Regions from separate parts of the Gossypium hirsutum genome. Here region 2 is linked to region 1. The links are chromatin contacts, called in public Hi-C maps. All regions are on one chromosome and are shown on one strand. Each heading gives the region's core, a stretch centred on a gene start, on an enhancer-like site or on the middle of the called end of the contact. The rest is flanking DNA. Distances are from core to core; before and after follow the strand shown. Region 1 holds the start of LOC107920455. Region 2 holds the start of LOC107920479 (pentatricopeptide repeat-containing protein At1g26900, mitochondrial).

Region 1 (5,055 bases), core at 1,066-3,565:
TTTCAAAATCTTAAGTCTTAATCCATTATCTTTTCTGATGATATTCCTTGTTTAGATTGTATGTAGTATTTTCTATAGGAACTTGGTATAGTATAACAAAATAATTAGGCTTCACAAAAGAATCATTCTAAAATATTTTACATTAAGTTTACATCTGATTAAAAATAACAAAAGAAATATCAAAGACCAAAACCAACTTATACACTGAACTAAAGCTATATTTGCAACTCCATGGAACTTACAAACATTTAATTTATTCGCGCTCCTCAATATCCTGTCACTTGGTCCAAGTCCTCGAAGAAAACATCCCCTTATTTATGGTAAAGTGTCGTTTACCTTTCATCCATGTGTGCAGTGGGTTTTCAGGTCGAGTCTCCACCTTCAAGCCAACATGAAAGCTTGAAGGAAATATCAGTCAAGTTTCTTTTCTGAGTGCTCACCACCATTATCTGTATTTAGGACCTTGCCTTTAAGCTTCCTTGCATTCAAATCAAAACTTGAACCACGGGAATCATATTTATCATCATCACTCTCATAAATAACCACTTCCTTCTCCAATAGCTTGAGTGGGTCCACTTCATTGAATGACATTGTCCTAAGGTCTATGATTTCCTCTGCTGATCCTTCACTTGAAGAAGGACTAGACATCTTGATTTCTGGTATCTTCTTGGTATGATTCAACTCCACTGCTTGACTACCATGATTTTCCATATCTTTAGAATTTGCTTCTTGTTTGTCAGACACTGTGTTCTGTCGAGTATTGGGACCATTCTGATCATCAGGATCATAGGAATCAGACCGAGAGAGTTCCACAGCTGCTCTTGCAGCTGCTGCTGCATAGGCAGCTGACTCAAAGGCTGCTTGAGCTGCATCAGCTACATCCCTGTATTTTCTCCTTGTTTTTATTGAATCAGAGAACTCATCATCATCTCCTGCATCATGACTTGCCTTAATTGATGTCTCCTGCTTCTTGCTTACATCCAGATTTCCCTGTATTGATAACATAACCGGCATGCCATTAGTTATTTCTATATTCTAGTCAGTTGATCCTTATAGTAAATTACATACCTCGCTGGAATCAGTGGTTTCCTCGAGTTGTAAAGCAATGCCGTACTCGGCAGCAATCTGGTTGAGCACATTCCTTCTGCTCTGCAAGTCTGGTTGTCTGGTTGACAGCTTCTGTATAATCTGTGGAAGCCAAAGAATTAAGTTATAGCATACTGCAGAATCTGTATTATGCCAGTCAAAAAGTCACTCACATTTCACAAGATTTGCTAGGATCTTATAATATCAATACTAAAACTCTGAAATCTGTAGATTTCCTTCACAAAGCAACCACTAGTAAGCACAATGCAATCTCAGGAACACTGTTCGATATCAGATGCTACCTAAATCTAACAATAAGGTTCTGGTATATACTAGTTTTTGACCCTAGGCAGAAAGGATAAAAGTTAATAGATATATTGTTGAAATCAAGACTTACCTTAGCGTTCACTCCACAATTGTTGCGCAGCTCGATTGCACGAGCAGCGAATTCTTTGCCGTAATGAGATGTAAAAACAGCACGAATCTCTAGAAGCTCGGGAAAATCCCCACACCTTGAAGATGCAAAGAGCAAGCCGGTTATAGCCTCATTGAGCTCGTCAGGGCACACTCTGCAACAGAACACAAAGAGAGGATTATCAAGAAACTTGAAAACCCGACAAGGAAAAAACAAGGAAATGATGGAGAAACATAACCTGTCCTGCTCAATGAGATGGAGTCGTTCAATAACGAGATTACAATACCCTTCAAGTATAACAAAGACGTCCAACATGTTTTGCTCCTTGATCACCTGGTCAACCTGTCGAAACAACCCCCCCCCCCCAACCAAGGTTAGAATTTAGATCCAATGAGAAAAAAAAAACATATTTTCCAGAAAAGAAAGATGGATGAAATCATTGTTACTCTAAGAAGAGCCCGATCATGATGGGAAAGTTGAAGGAGCTGTACAACATCGGAACGAGCTTGGTTGCAGCGAATCTGACGCTGGTTCTTGAAAACAGCAAGACGAGAAATGGCAAGAGTGACTAGTGATTTGAACTTGGAAGGCTTGAAGCCTCGTCCAAGAAATGCAGCAAGCTTCTTTCCCATAAGCTTTTGCCAACTGCAAACCTACCTCTCACTGTGTGTGTATGTGTGTAACAGGAGAGGAGGCTTTTAGCAGACAAAAGAGAAGAAACAAGGCAAGGCTTGTGTTATGTTGTGTTTTTACGTCCCAACCAGAGGGAGATAAGAGAGGTAGGCAGCGTAGTCTATATGGGACCGGTTACGTGTTCCATGCGATTTCTTGAACAGCCATGTCATTTTTATAAAAGTCAATTTATTATTTCAGTCCCTCTACTATACTCAAATTTGGAATGTGGTCTCTACACTTTAATTTAATATTATTTGATCCCTACTTTATAATATCCTTAATTAGCCTAATAGTTAATATCATTAACTATTTTAGTTAAAATTTATGTGGACTCAAAAAAAAAAAAAAACTCTTCTTTCAGGTTTCAACATAATAAATTTCATGTCGGCATGTTCAGCTAGAATTTAGAAATTTCTTTTAGAAAAAATAACAATTGGAATAGTTAATTAAATTAATTATTAATACTAATTTATGATATTATAAAAGTAAATGGACAAATGTCAAAATTACATAAACTTTAATTCAATATACAATATGATACATAAACTTTTATTTGGTGTAATAATACATAAAAAATTTTGATTGGGGTTCGAGTATATACACAATTTTAATTGTGATTCTTGTAAACATGGAAAGAAGTAAATACATCAAATTATTTTTATAGTGGATAAATATAATTATTTATGCATTTAATATATAAAGTTAAAAGTTAAAACGATGTTATATAGATAATTGTCTTAGTAATTTATAAAAATTAGATAAAATTAAAATTACACGAATGAAATTACAAAAAACAAAAATTTATGTATAAGATTACAAATGAGACCAAAGTTGATGTATCGATTCGAAATGGGAAATTAAATGTAAAGACTAAATTTACATTTAAGTATAATAAGCTGACAAAAAAAAATTGACCTTTCTAAAACAAAATGAAGAATGCGTGAAGGGGAAACCGAAGAAGAAAAGAAACAAAGATTTAAGACGCGGTTGGGGCGTCAGTTTCGAGTGACATGCTTGAAATTGACCCCGTTCCCCATTTTATCACTACACACGCATTTTCAGGCACGTGAACAACAACCAAAGGGGAAAAAATCACAACATGAATTTTTGTGCAGAAAATGGAATTATCTTTTTTATCCGACAATTAAATATTAGATATTATCTTTAAAAGAAAAATATAGATAACTAATGTGTCATTACAGCTTTTCTTTCCTATTAAAAAATAGAAATTATTTAAAAAGAAGCGTGATTTGCACAAAGGGCAGGAGAGCGTAGCTGGCTGGGAAAAACCTCACTTCAATCAGAAGCTTCGTTTCGTTTTCTGTCGTAAAGGACTTTCCGTGAGAAACCAAAAACAAGAAAAGTATTAGTAAAAAAAATGTAATAAGTAGAACAATTAATTGTTTGTTGTTTCAGTTTAATTAATATTGGGACAATGAATAAGCTATGGCATATGTTAAAATGGCCGACGTAAAAACTAGATACTTCCGTCAATCTTTCTTGATAAGCCATGCATTTAAAATCAACTCAGGATTTTTCTTTTTGTACACAATATTTTAAAACAGCAAATTAATTTCGGTAAAAAGATCCAACCTTGGAATGATGAAATTAAAATCAATCACGCGTCTAAACCTAATTACTATTTAAATGATTATTTTTGTAATGTTTATGAAGTCAAAATGTCAATATTTTTCTTCATTGGAGTGCTTTCTTTTCCTCACTAGCCGAAAATAAAATCTAAAGGAACCCCAAGACTTTGATTGGTTTTTTCCTTTATCTTTGTTATACGTGAAAACAGATTGGTAAAAGTGATGGGACTCCGTTTATTTACCACCGTAGTTGATTTGACACCCAACAAAGCTAATTAATTTCTTTCATTAAAAAAAAAAAAAGTTATCCCCATGCTTCAAGAATTTATCGATGCAACAATTAACCATTTCTTTATTGGCTGATAAATTAACATGAATTTATCATATTTCTCATGCAACTGATCACTCAATGATCGTTATCGCTATAACTTATTAAACTACTGCTTCACATATTTGGTTTTGGAAATGTAGATAGTGATTTTCCTTTTCTTGTGGGAAAAAGGGGTAACCCGATTTATTCGAATCAAAATTTAGTTATAATTTTGTTCTTTCGAATCGTATAAAGAAAATGAAAAGCAAAAAAAATCTTTTATTTATAAAAAGGATACTTGCGAGTTAATCAGCGTTTTATTTTTGAAAATGGGAAATAAAAATTTTATATTTCAACTAAAAACAAATAGCAAAAAAAAAAAAAAGAGCTTCCAAGTAAATTATTTTACCGTGGTGGGTTTGACGTTAAAAGAAAGCAAAACTAATAAGTAAAATACAAGAAAAATGAGTCTTCTTTCGTATTCATAATTAACAGCACACAAACATACAAAATTATATAGGTGCAGGGGAAAACCACTATTTTCTAATTCCATTCATCTGTGTAACCGTTGTTCCTCCTGAATACGCCAAACCCCCAAAAGCAGCCTCCTCACGCAATATCACAGAAGCCACAAACTAAACTGTTGCTTTATTTGGAATCACTGGCTCTAGCCTTGCTTCCATCAAAAGAGGCCATTCAAGTCACACTACCACAGCCTTCTCTACTCACGGGGTACTACTACATTACCTACCTAAATTTAGTGTTTCTAAATCCAAATTTCAAGTTTTATTGAGAGAGAAACAACAGGAGGCAAGAAAATCTATCACGATTAGATTAAAACGAAGACCCATACAACAAATTTAGGTTAGACTGTAGCGTTTCCAGCAGAACTTAAAAAGACCACACACTTACAAGCTCACCACAAGTTTTAGACTAGCTTACACATTGCACTGATATTGATCAATATGCACATAAGTACC
Region 2 (5,055 bases), core at 1,576-4,075, 950 kb after region 1:
ATATTTAATTAATCATCGCTTTAATTTTTTTCTCCAATTTCCATATCATTAAGTTTATATTAAGATAGTCAATATCGGTGAGCATTCTAGTTTTGGTTAGGTATTGGTGTATATCGATATCGACATGTTTCGGTGTATCATTTCGAGTTTATCGATGTTTTTAAATATTTTTCAGATTTATATTTATTGTCTAATTTTTAGTTTCTTGATAAATTATATATACATTTAAATATTTTTCACATATATTTCCAGTTTGATTTTTTTGGTTTCTTAATAAATTATATTAGTTTGATAATAATATCATATATTATATTTACATGCAAATTTATCTCACCTACATTCATATAAATATATTTATATGTAAATAAAAGTTTAAAATTATTAATTAGGTTCAATAATTTAATTTAATAGAATTTAAATTTAAATATAATTATAGAACAATTAAAGTGCTTAAGATAAAAAAAACTTGAAAATTAATTTAGAATATCAACAATTTGCACCAATCAGTACAGACCGGTACACACCGGTACAATACGATATTGAACAAAATGGGCCGAAACACATCAAAATTTGGACCGAAACAGAAGATAGACTACATGGTACCGATTTAAGTCTAAAACAGTACGTACTGGTTGGTACAATTGGTACCATATCCGTATTGACTACCATGGTTTATACATTATTTGCCACTTTGAATCGCTACTTGGAAAAATGAATTATTTAGCAATTGTCACATGTCACATCAGTAACATTTAACAAAACTAATAGTTAATGAGAAATTTCATCAATCAAAAGGTTCTCCAGTGCAGTGGAAAAGTACTTTTAAGTCAAAAGTGCATTCCCGGTACAAAAGTAATGAGAGCATTGGTTGTTGGAGTTAAAAGTGTGGTCAAAAAGTGTTTTTCTATCCAAATGTAAAAGCTAAGATTTACATGCTTTTGGCTTTTGCGTATGAAAGTGAAATTATCAAAATATCCTTATTTATATTAATTATTTTAAAAATAGATTAATTTACATTTTATGTATCATTATATTAAATTATTTAAACTTTATTTATTATTATATTTAATTTTTTTAAAATATTTTATAAATCATTAATTTTACAAATATTTAAAGTTTATATTTCATTTATCATTATATTAAATTATTTAAAAATTGCATAACTTATTAATTTTTTTACTTTCTACTATCATGCTTAAAAATGATATTTTAACCTTCAACCACAATTTTTAAAAATAATGAAAAATACTAAAAATTAACAAACCACACTTTTTATACAACAGGCACACTTTTTTCTAAAAGTAAAAAGTAAGTCCTTAATTAATGCAAATTTCAAGTTTGAATGCGTTTATCATGAAGGGACTTAATTGTTTTACTTTTTGGAACTAAATAGTATACCAAAAAATTTTCAAATAAAGATGTTATTGGAAATAAATGAAAATTAGGAAAGATGATATTAGTACATAAAATGATGAAACTTCATTTTTTGTTTGAGGAATATTTCAATTTATTTATCACATGCACTCCCATGTGCTGGACTAACTTAAAATTCTTTATTGTGTTTAATGTCAGGAGTCAAATGTGTGTAAACTTAGTATGCAAAATTTCAAAATATCAATATTGTTGTTTTGTTCCATTGCAAGCTGCTTCCAAAATGTATTCGCATGCCAAACACTCAATCTTTCCCATTGGTAACAACGAGTGTTCATATTTCATATATTTTAGATTCTTATGTTTAATATTTTGTTCGATTTTTAAATGAAATATCACTTATCATTGTACATGTTTCGCCTTTTTTTTATGTTTAATTGTGCTTTATTTTTATAAGATTTCAATAGTTGATATTTAATTAGAGACTTGAACCAGATTTATAGAAGCTTAAGGCTCAGTTTTGAAGTTGATTAGAAGTTAAAACGAGGATAAGAGACAAATGGGATGAGGCGTAGCTGAAACCAAGTGACTCGAGAGAGCCTAATGCCCTTTACCGAGCATGGCACCCCAACACGCAAGAATCGACACTCCAACGCCACACATCGACGCCACAGCATGCGACCAGTCGAGCCCCCATCTTTGTATCCCATGCGCCCCAGCGTCATACCCTTGGCTACCCAACATAGGCTCTACTGCCTTGATGAAATCCTCCACATTCTATTCGAGTTTAGAGGGCATTTTGGTCTTTTAAGAGTTTTATGATCCCAAGCAAGCTTCTGTAACTTATCTTAGGTTAATTAGACAATATAAATGTTATATTTTTTGAGGGAGTTAGGGTTTTTGCTAGTTTTTCTTACTTTATAGTATCTTCTGTTTATTGCATTTTTCTAACTATATGGCTTCCTAAACTCCCTTTTCTAGTTAAAGGTTAGTTAAAAGTTTGATTTAATAAATTTATGAGACTTAATTTAGGCTTTAATCCCTTTTTATTCTTTAATATTCACACATCTTTTGTTATAATTACAAGTGTTTAAATTTGTTAAATATCTAGCTAGTATTTGATATTTAGAACGATTTTCTTATCAATTAGACTAAATAAATTTATAATTGTTTATTTTATTCTAATACTAGTGACAAACTGCATAAATTGTTTATGTCATAGTTTATGATTACGTGGTGTGGATGTGCGATATAGCTTAATAAATCCCGTTGAGATGAGTTTGTTAGTTAGAATTAAGTCTTTTTAATTTTTAATATAATCAGTAAGTTAAATATTGGGCGTTCAGTTATAAGATTGTTTATTGGTTAGAGAGTAATTTTAAATCAATTGTCTCTTGGTTATCAAACAAGGACAGATTGATTGTCTATGCCGACAAACCAATCTCTCGTTTGCATTAATAAACCAATCGATTGTCGGCTAAGATGGCCAGGCTTGGACTTGGGCCTAAGCCCAGCTCATGAATGCAAGTCAACAACACCGTAACATGGTAACTATGGAAAAGTTGTCTGCCAAAGAACCCTGAAGCAGTGAACCTGTCGTTCGAAAAAAAAAAAAAAACTGTCTAACGAACTTAGCCGATGCTATTCAAACCTTCAAACTTTGGCCCAAATCCTTCAACCATCGTTTCCATATTAAAATCATGCAAGCAAATTACTGAAATCTCTCAAATTCATGGCTGTATCATTAAAACTGGACTTGATAATGACCCTTTCATAATAAGCAAGCTTCTTCTTTCTTCTTCACTGCAAGATATAAAATATGCAGCCTCCGTCTTCAAGCAAATTGACAACCCAAATCTCTTCATGTACAATTGCATCCTTAGAGGCTTTTCCATTAGCAATAACCCAAAACAAGCTTTTAGTGTTTTCAATAACTTGAGGGCTAAAGATGGGATTTTTCTGGACCAGTTCTCTTTCATTACTACGCTTAAAGCATGTGGCCGTGAGTTGGCAATTTTTAACGGTCAAATGATTCATGGGTTGGCTTTGAGATCTGGGCATTTGTTTTTCATCAATGTTAAGAATACCCTTTTGCATGTTTACAGTGTATGTGGAAGAATGTTCGATGCTCATAACTTGTTCGATGAAAGTCCTGAAAGGAACGATGTCGTTTCGTGGAACACTTTGATGGGTGGGTATCTTGATGTTTCTAAACCTGATACTGTCATAGGTTTGTTCAGACAAATGCGTTGGAATTGTTTGACAATGAGTGTCACTACGTTTTTGACTGTTCTATTGACTATGGGTGAAGTACGGGATTCACTTGGGGGAGAGTCAATTCACGGGCATTGTTTGAAACTTGGGTTTTGTTTTGACTCTAATCTGGTATCTGCTTTAACCGATATGTATGCGAAAACTGGGAATGTTTATTTAGGGCGTAGGGCTTTCGATGATGTTGTAGCAAAGGATGTTGTACTCTGGAATTGTATGATCAGCAAGTATGCTGAAAATGGCCTGCTTGAAGAGTCTTTAGCTTTACTACGTCTCATGAAAGTTATGCAAGTAAAGCCTAATTCGACTACATTGGTATCTTTGCTTTCAGCTTGTGCTGCCTCCGGAGCTATAAATATAGGACTCTGCATAGGTAATTATGTGGAAGAGGAAGGAATGCCACTGGATGCGGTTATCGGGACGGCTCTCGTCGATATGTATGCAAAATGCGGTGTTTTAAACAAGGCCGTTGATGTGTTTCATAGGATGGAGAGCAAAGATGTAAAATCTTGGACTGCGATGATTTCAGGTTACGGAGTGCATGGTTTTGCCCAAGATGCCATTAGGTTATTTTATCAAATGGAGGAAGAAGGCTTTAGACCTAATGAAGTCACCTTCTTAACAGTTTTGAGTGCCTGCAGTCATGGAGGGCTAATCACAGAGGGGACAAGTTGCTTTGAGAAGATGATACAATATGGTATCTTGCCGAAAGTCGAACACTATGGATGTATCATTGATCTTTTTGGCCGTGCTGGATTGCTAGAAGAAGCACATGATTTAATCAAAAGCTTGCCCATTAAAGGCGATGCTACTGCATGGCGTGCACTGCTTTCAGCTTGCCGAGTATACGGGAACGTTGAGTTGGGGGAATGTGTGAAGGGTGTATTGGTGGGATCTTATAATCAACATCCAACGGATTCAATCCTTCTTTCTAGTACATATGCTATTGCTGGAAGGTTGCAGGATCAAACCAGGATGCAGGCAATGGAAAAAGAAATGCTCAAAAGGGCTGGGATTAGGTCAGTTGGAAAGGAGGATAAGATGCTTAAGGAAGCTGGATATAGCATAATTGAAATGGACAATGAAGGGTTTGATCTTAATTCCTAACAAACTTCACACAATCAACCTGCAGATTACTCAGTATGTCTAACAAGATCAGTTTTTTCTTTTTTCCCTCCATTTATTTATTTATTTTCAAATAGATATAGGATCAAGTGCATTGCAGGAAAATGCAGCTTCTTTTAGATGCTTGAAAGGTTCTTTATCCTATGTTTATTCCCATATGAATTCCACTTGTTTAGAGATTAGAGATATAATCAATTGAAGGGCTTATAAGATGGAGTTCATAAATGAAAGAAATGTAGAGCTTCTCTGAATTTTTCTTTCACTTAGTGTACAAAAAAAGGTAACAAA

What was found. A called contact is a pair of places that touch in the nucleus more often than the background predicts.
Region 2: a Hi-C map of leaf shows a contact between it and region 1, with 2.0 times the contacts expected there. The contact joins the promoter of LOC107920479 here to the promoter of LOC107920455 in region 1. A contact is called at or near these places in 3 of 34 Hi-C or Micro-C datasets (all in leaf).

Annotation. Positions count from the first base shown.
Region 1 is chrD13:11,962,244-11,967,298 of Gossypium_hirsutum_v2.1, forward strand. LOC107920455 reads right to left here and starts at 2,316. Exons shown (of 5, transcript XM_016850187.2): 1 at 1,948-2,316; 2 at 1,740-1,843; 3 at 1,484-1,655; 4 at 1,069-1,188; 5 at 105-990. The coding sequence starts at 2,133. The coding sequence ends at 412. LOC107920456 (homologous-pairing protein 2 homolog) reads left to right here. Exons shown (of 6, transcript XM_016850188.2): 6 at 1-8. LOC107919914 (serine/threonine-protein kinase prpf4B) reads right to left here. Exons shown (of 17, transcript XR_005923695.1): 17 at 4,530-5,055.
Region 2 is chrD13:12,908,116-12,913,170 of Gossypium_hirsutum_v2.1, forward strand. LOC107920479 (pentatricopeptide repeat-containing protein At1g26900, mitochondrial) reads left to right here and starts at 2,826. Exons shown (of 1, transcript XM_016850213.2): 1 at 2,826-5,029. The coding sequence starts at 3,010. The coding sequence ends at 4,749. It overlaps LOC107920477 (PH, RCC1 and FYVE domains-containing protein 1), which reads right to left. Exons shown (of 9, transcript XM_016850212.2): 9 at 4,993-5,055.